2 separate regions of the Mus musculus genome follow, and region 1 is linked to region 2. The links are chromatin contacts, called in public targeted proximity ligation maps. All regions are on one chromosome and are shown on one strand. The core of a region is the stretch at or near the end of the contact, and the rest is flanking DNA. Distances in the headings are between cores, read along the strand shown. Region 1 overlaps Vps37c (vacuolar protein sorting 37C). Region 2 has its middle 8.7 kb from the start of Gm50340.

Region 1 (3,562 bases), core at 976-3,475, 800 kb before region 2:
CAGCTTTGCCTGGATTTTTACATGGGTGTGGGGGTCAAAGCCAGGTCGGCATGCTTGTGTAGCAAGCACCCTGTCCCCTGGACTACCTCCCCAGCCTGTGGTTGCTGTTGTCAAGCTCTCACTGAGCCTGCTTTACACACTATATATTATCATAAGCATGTGTACAGGAAAACAGACTGTTGACACAGAAGAGAGTGCTGGCTGCTTTCAAGTGTTTACCGGGGCCTTAGAACGTGTTCCTATCCTGTCCTGCCATCAGTGTGTCTACCAGCACCCCAGTGCCATCTACTCAAGCCGCACTCCAAACCCTTCTGCTCTATGGTTCTTGGTCTCACCTGAGACCTGACTCCGAGGCCCACCACCGTTCAAGGGATTAGGATGCCACTCCCCACCTCACCTCAGACTCCTCCTCGATCTTCATGCCTTCGATCTGCAGAAGGTCCAACAAGGTCCCAGGCTGCAGTGCCGAGGAAAATTTCTCTGGAAGGAAGGGCAGAGAGGTCGACATTTCAAAAGCACTGCTTTAATTAAAGCTGAGGACCCTGATTTCAGGGAAGACATGTGACATGCCCTTTGTGTGCTTGGGCCTAGCCACTATAGATAGAGTCCCTGCTGCTGGTTCTGTGAGCACTCAGGACTCAGCCACAACAGGCCCCAGTGGAGAGAGAGTCCCTGCAGCTGGTTCTGTGGGGTCCTTTTGGTTCATGTAGGCGTTCACCATCTTGGTGAAGAGGAGCTGAGGGACAAGCTCAGGTCTTGGCCAAGCAGCTGCCAAGGGCACAGCCATCCAGGAAGCCTTCCTACCTCACAGGGCCTAGGTCAGCTCTGCAAGGCTCGGGGCTAAGTTGGCAGAGGCAGTGAAACATACTGACTGCCTAGATTCAAATCCCATTCCAGGGCTAGAGAGATGCTCAGCTCTTAAAGGCTATGCTTGCAAATCCCAACTCCATCTCACTCTGGTGGGATGACCTCAGGCAAGCCCTCGGCCGGCTCCAGCCTTGTTTTCCTCATCTATAAAAATAGTAAGTTCAGGACATTTTTAATACTATGAAAATTATCACCAGGGTATACAATAAATATAAATACTCAAACATTTAGACTAACTACAGTACCTACACTTTTGCTTATTTGCTTATTATCATGTAAAAACATGCAAAGCACAGTGGCTACAATGGCTGCTGGCCCTCTCCGATTCTGGGTATCTAAGCATCCTTAGTATTCCAGCTGCCTCCCTCGTCCTCCTTTGAACAGAAGTATCAATCAGCAGGGGAGATGGCCAGAGTGCTTGTCTGTGGTCGGCTGTCCCTACCCAGCTTGGCTTTCTGCTCCTGGCACCGCTCCACAAGCTTCCGCAGCTCCTGGTATTTGTCTGAGAGGTTAGAGCGGCTGATTTCCAGGGGACCTTGGAACTCCAGGTTCTGCTCTGCCAGGCTCCGGTTCGTGGCCAGTGCCATCTCTCGTTCTAACTGCAGGTCCTGAACCTAAGGAAAGCAGGACAACTGACAATGAGCTTAACTGTAACTGGTCAGCCTCCAGCAGGGGGTGCTCCTGGACTCACTGCTCAGCTTGGCGCTCAGCCCTCAACCAGTCACAGAAGCCTGGGTTTAAAGGCTATGCAGGCATTGTGACCCAGGTACCTCACCACATCCTGATCCGGAGAGCCTGTGAGAATGACACATGGGAAACAGGCAGCAAGGCTAACCACCTAACCACGGCTTCCCAATAGACAAGTACCTGCAAGTGGTTCTGTGCTGTGCAGGCCACAGCTGAAGGAGACCACTCCAGTGGGAGGGATGAAACCCAGAGTCCCCACCATTAGCCCCAAGTGAAAAAGACACATGGACACACACACCATGCATGCATACACATGAGAGGCTGCTAGGGAGAATGAAGGTGACCCAGGCCAGACCAGAAGCTAGAAATATCTGAGGTCCCAAAGGTATTAGGGAGGGAGGCCCTGTAGCCCAAGCCACTGAGCAGGACAGATATCCCCGCCTCCCAGGTCAAACAGCCCACAGAGCTATAGATAGTCCCTCAATGCTGCCTGCTGAAAATGCTTCCCTAGCCAGCAAAATGGAGCCCTCATGCAGGCCCCTTGTTAACTGCCAGTCAGGCAGAAGCAGCCTTGGAACCTTGCCCAGCGGGCTACCATCTGCTTCACCGAAAGGAGAGCTGGAGACAGGGCCACCATCGCATCGCAGTACCACATGGCACCAGCAGAGGGGGCTCAGCACTGGCCACAGAAGTTAGGGAACAGGTCAGGGCCAGCTTCCACGGGGACCGAAGGGATCAACAACACAGAGCTTCTCCTTCCACCTTGGCCAGCATGTGGCACACCAGGCCAGATGGGCTCCCACTAGAACAGCCCCAGGAAGCCAGGGGGCATCCTGGACAAGGGGTTTCCAGAAGAGCCACCCTGCTCTGACCCCTGCTCAGGGCCTCGAGCCCTGTAGTTACAGCAGGCTGCAGCCTATTGGAAAGAGGAGTGCTGCCAGTTACCTCCTGCACAGACAAGGGAGTCCGGGCTCAGGGTTAGAACCCCTTTACCTGGACTGCCTGCTGTCCAGCCAGAAACGCCATTGAGCCCCTGGACAAGCTCACTGGCACAGGAGCAGAGAAACTGCTATGTGTGACTGTTAGCCAAGGTGGCTGGAGGACGGCTCAACAATTAAGAACGCATACTGCTCATCTAAAGAATCCGAGTTCAGTTCCCAGGACCCACGTCAAGTGGCTCACACCATCTGCCACTTCAGCTCCAGGGGATCTAACAGACTCTCTGGCCTCCAAAGGCACTGCACCAAACATGCACAAACCCACACCAGACATGCCTATACATATAACAAAAAATACAGTGTTAAAAAAGAAAAGGAAAGAAAACGCCAGGGACACTTGTGTGGCCACCTCTGAGTGTAGGGCCTGCCCTTCCTGGCCACACCCTTGGCATCCTTACCTGTCCACGGCTTTTCCCTGGGTCTGAAGCACTACATCTGTGCTGTGCCACCCTCTCCCTACCCTGGAGCCCATCTCTTACTAACACCCTATGAGGCCAGGAGAGCTGCACAGCTCCCTCTCTACAGAGATGAACACTCCCACCACCTTTCTCTTCTGCCAGCCCCACATGACACAATTACTGCCTTACAGCTATGACAGACAGACAGATAGACAGACAGACAGCTAAAGGCTTTCTGAGAGAGTAAGTAGCTTGCCTTACTTTGTTTCTGTCTGTCCCACAGTGAGTATTTTTTCCCCTCAGAGAATTCAACTCATTTGCTCAAACATGGCTACAGAGAAGGTTCAATCTGCCCTTGGCCAGGAAGCTGCATCCCTTACATCTCCGGGAGGTTGTGCTTTTCCATAGGGCTGAAGGCTTGCTCAGCTTGGAAGCAATGAACTCCCAAGAGCTGGGCTTGCTTTTGCTGAGCTCCACTCCCTTCAGGGACAAGACTAGGAACCCCTTACCATCCTGTTGCTCACTGTTGGCTGAAGAAATACTTAGGGCTAAAAAGATGGCTCAGTAAGCAAAGATGCTTGCTGCTAAGCCTGACTGACCTGAGTTTGAACC
Region 2 (3,333 bases), core at 290-2,789:
AGATATTTATCTGTTCGTGACTTAGTTATAGTAGCAAAATGTCCTCAAGGTTTGTCAGTGCTGTAGAATGGTAGAATTTCATTTTCTAAAGGCTTCATACTGTCCCATTAACAAACTAAAATTTAAAGCTTATTTGTTGGTTGTGGGGTTGGACACATTTCATTACAGAGCCCGGAAAGGTGCAACATAAAGATGTCTAGTACCAGAGCAGCCTAGGCTATAGAGACTCTTCAAAAAAAAAAAAAAAAAAAAAAAAAAAAGAAGAAAAGCTTATTCTCTCCAGGGAAGCAGGTAGGATAACTGAAGATCTTCACCCTTTCCCCCAGACTCATCCCCAGCTCTCTAGTGGACTACCTCTCCTCACTCTCTTCCCCCCAGTCCCGAGGGACTAAGCAGATGCTGGTGGAATGCGCTGCTTTCCTGTCTTTCTCTCTCCTGTGAATCCATCCTGTAGCTCCCCGCCCCCAGCTCATTCCTACGTGATAGCTCTCAATACCTAGGAACCCATCTTACTTGAGATCCCCGAGTGGTCACACCTATCAGAAGAATTTTCCTACCAGGCATCAGACAGCCACCACATTCTCCTAAGAACCAGATAGGTCAACAGCAACCAAGGAACAAAACACTCACTCAACAAAGACAAGACCAGATATCAGCACCTAGTGCTACAATCTTCCCAAACCCAGATGCCGAGACACCAGCATAATAACACAGCATCAGCCAGGACAATATGTCTCCACTAGAGCCAAACCACCCTACCACAGCAGCCCTGGGGAACTGCAAACCAACTGAAGCACAAGAAAAAGACATTAAGATAGCCTTTATGAGTATGATCAAGAAAATGAAATATCCTTTAAAGACATCTATGAAAACACAAACAGTGGAAGAAAATGAGTAAAACAGCTTAAGACCTGGAAGTGAACATAGAATCAATTAAAAAAAAAACCTGAGGGAAATCTGGAAATGAAAAATGCAGGAACTCAAACAGAAGCTCACCACCAGAACACACAAGCTAGAAGAGAGACTCTCAGGTGTTGAAGATATGATACAAGAAATGGAGCCTCAATCAAAGAAAATGCTAAACCAAAAGAAAAACAAAATCCCAGCACTTGGGAGGCAGAGGTAGACAGCTGTCTCTAAGTTTGAGCCCAGCCTGGTCTACAGAGTTCCAGGATAGCCAGGGTTGCACAGAGAACCCGTCTTGAAAAAATCAGAAACAAAACAAAACAAAACAAAACAAAAGAAGAGAAGACAAAATGAAATGGCTCATACATTTGAATGCCTCTGAGGCACAAAGCTTTTATCTACCAAGCTGCTTTGTAAAGTAATCCTTGTGTTACTCAAATGCTGATTTCTCTGCCTTCATAGCCTGTTTCAATCCAGACATAGCATTTGTAATGTCTGACTCAAGTTTGTGTAAACAGTTCTTATCATTTATTTTCTGCCTTGTCAATAAATGCTGATCACCCAATGGCTGGGCAGAAGGAAGAATAGGCCTGGATATCTGCCTGCCAGAGAGAGCAGAAAAGGAGAGAGGGAGACTGAGATAAGCCAGGAGGATGAAGAAACTGGAGCCATGAGGAAGGGGTCCAGAGAGAGCACAGAAACATACCTGAAGCTCCAAGAGCAAGACTGTATTAGTCAGGGTTCTCTAGAGTCACAGAACTTATGGGTAGTCTCTAGATAGTAAAGGAATTTATTGATGACTTACAGTCGGCAGCCCAATTCCCAACAATTGTTCAGTCGCAGCTGTGAATGGAAGTCCAAGGATCTAGCAGTTACTCAGTCTCACGCAGCAAGCAGGCGAAGGAGCAAGAGCTAGACTCCCTTCTTCCAATGTCCTTATATTGTCTCCAGCAGAAGGTGTAGCCCAGATTAAAGGTATGTTCCTTAAACTCGGAGATTCAATCTTCTGGAATCCATAGCCACTATGGCTCAAGATCTCCAAACCAAGATCCAGATAAGGATCTCCAAGCCTCAAGATAAGGGTCACTGGTGAGCCTTCCAATTCCGGATTGTAGTTCATTCCAAATATTGTCAAGTTGACAACCAGGAATAGCCACTACACAGACCAATAAGAAGAAGCAGTCTATTGGGGCCATGGCTGGGAGGCAGCCAGATTAGGGATTAAGATCATTTAGCTGCTCAGAGATTTAGGTACACTTTTAAATACATCTTGGTTTCTCTGTTTTTTTTTTTTTTTGGGGGGGGAGGCTAGCATAAAGTAGAGAAATACAGGCACTGGATTAGTTAACGAAGTACATATATTAAAAATAATTTGTGGGCTGGAGAGATGGCTCAGTGGTTAAGAGCACTAATTGCTCTTCCAGAGGTCCTGAGTTCAATTCCCAGCACCTACACAGTAGCTATAATGGGATCTGATGCCCTCTTCTGTCCTGCAGACAAATAGAAAGACAGAGCACTCATATACATAAATAAATAAGACAAAATATTAAAAAAGCATTGCTAAAAAAAAAAAAAAAAGCCGGGCATGGTGGCGCACGCCTTTGATCCCAGCACTTGGGAGGCAGGGGCAGGTGGATTTCTGAGTTTGAGGCCAGCCTGGTCTACAGAGTGAGTTCCAGGACAGCCAGGGCTACACAGAGAAACCCTGTCTTGAAAATCAAAATCAAAAACAAAAACAAAACAAAACAAAACAAAAAAACACCAAAAAAAGAAAAACTTTAATTTGTTTTATTCCCCCTATCTCTGTCACTCCACGCTCCCTACAGATCTGCATGTAGAACTCGCAGCATCATGTCTGTCTGGATGTAGAACTCTCATCATCACGTATGTCTGGATGTAGAACTCGCAGCATCATGTCTGTCTGGATGTTGCCATGCTTTCCACAATGATGACAATAGATTAAATCTCTGAAACTGTAGCCAGCCCCAATTCAATGCTTTCCTTTATAAGAATAGCTGTGGTTATGATGTTTCTTCACAGCAAGAAAACACTGACTAAGACAAAGGCACAGAAAGTATTTTCAACAAAATTATAGAAGAAATTTTCCCTAATGTAAAGAAGGAGATGCCTATCAAAGTACAAGAAGCACGCACAATGCCAAATAGACTGGACCAGAAAAGAAAGTTCTCTCAGCACATAATAATTAAAACACTAAATGTATAGAACAAAGAAAGAATATTAACAGCTGCAAGGGAAAAAGACTAAGTACTATATAAAGGCAGACCTATTAGAAATATACTTGACTGAGACTCTCCAGAAGGGCCAGGGCAGATGTGCTGCAGACTGAAAGAGATCACAGATGCCAGTCCAGACTGATGTACCAGCAATCACAATAGATGGAGGAAATAAGATATTTCATGAGAAAAC

Evidence for each region.
Region 1: a targeted proximity ligation map of pancreatic cancer cells shows a contact between it and region 2. A contact is called at or near these places in 1 of 39 promoter capture datasets (liver) and 1 of 130 datasets of targeted methods (pancreatic cancer cells).

Annotation. Positions count from the first base shown.
Region 1 is chr19:10,708,189-10,711,750 of GRCm38.p6, reverse strand. It overlaps Vps37c (vacuolar protein sorting 37C), which reads right to left. Exons shown (of 5, transcript NM_181403.3): 3 at 1,310-1,481; 4 at 398-480. Among named protein-coding and RNA genes, the nearest start is that of Vps37c, 21 kb to the right of the region's middle.
Region 2 is chr19:9,906,692-9,910,024 of GRCm38.p6, reverse strand. No RefSeq gene overlaps it. Among named protein-coding and RNA genes, the nearest start is that of Gm50340, 8.7 kb to the right of the region's middle.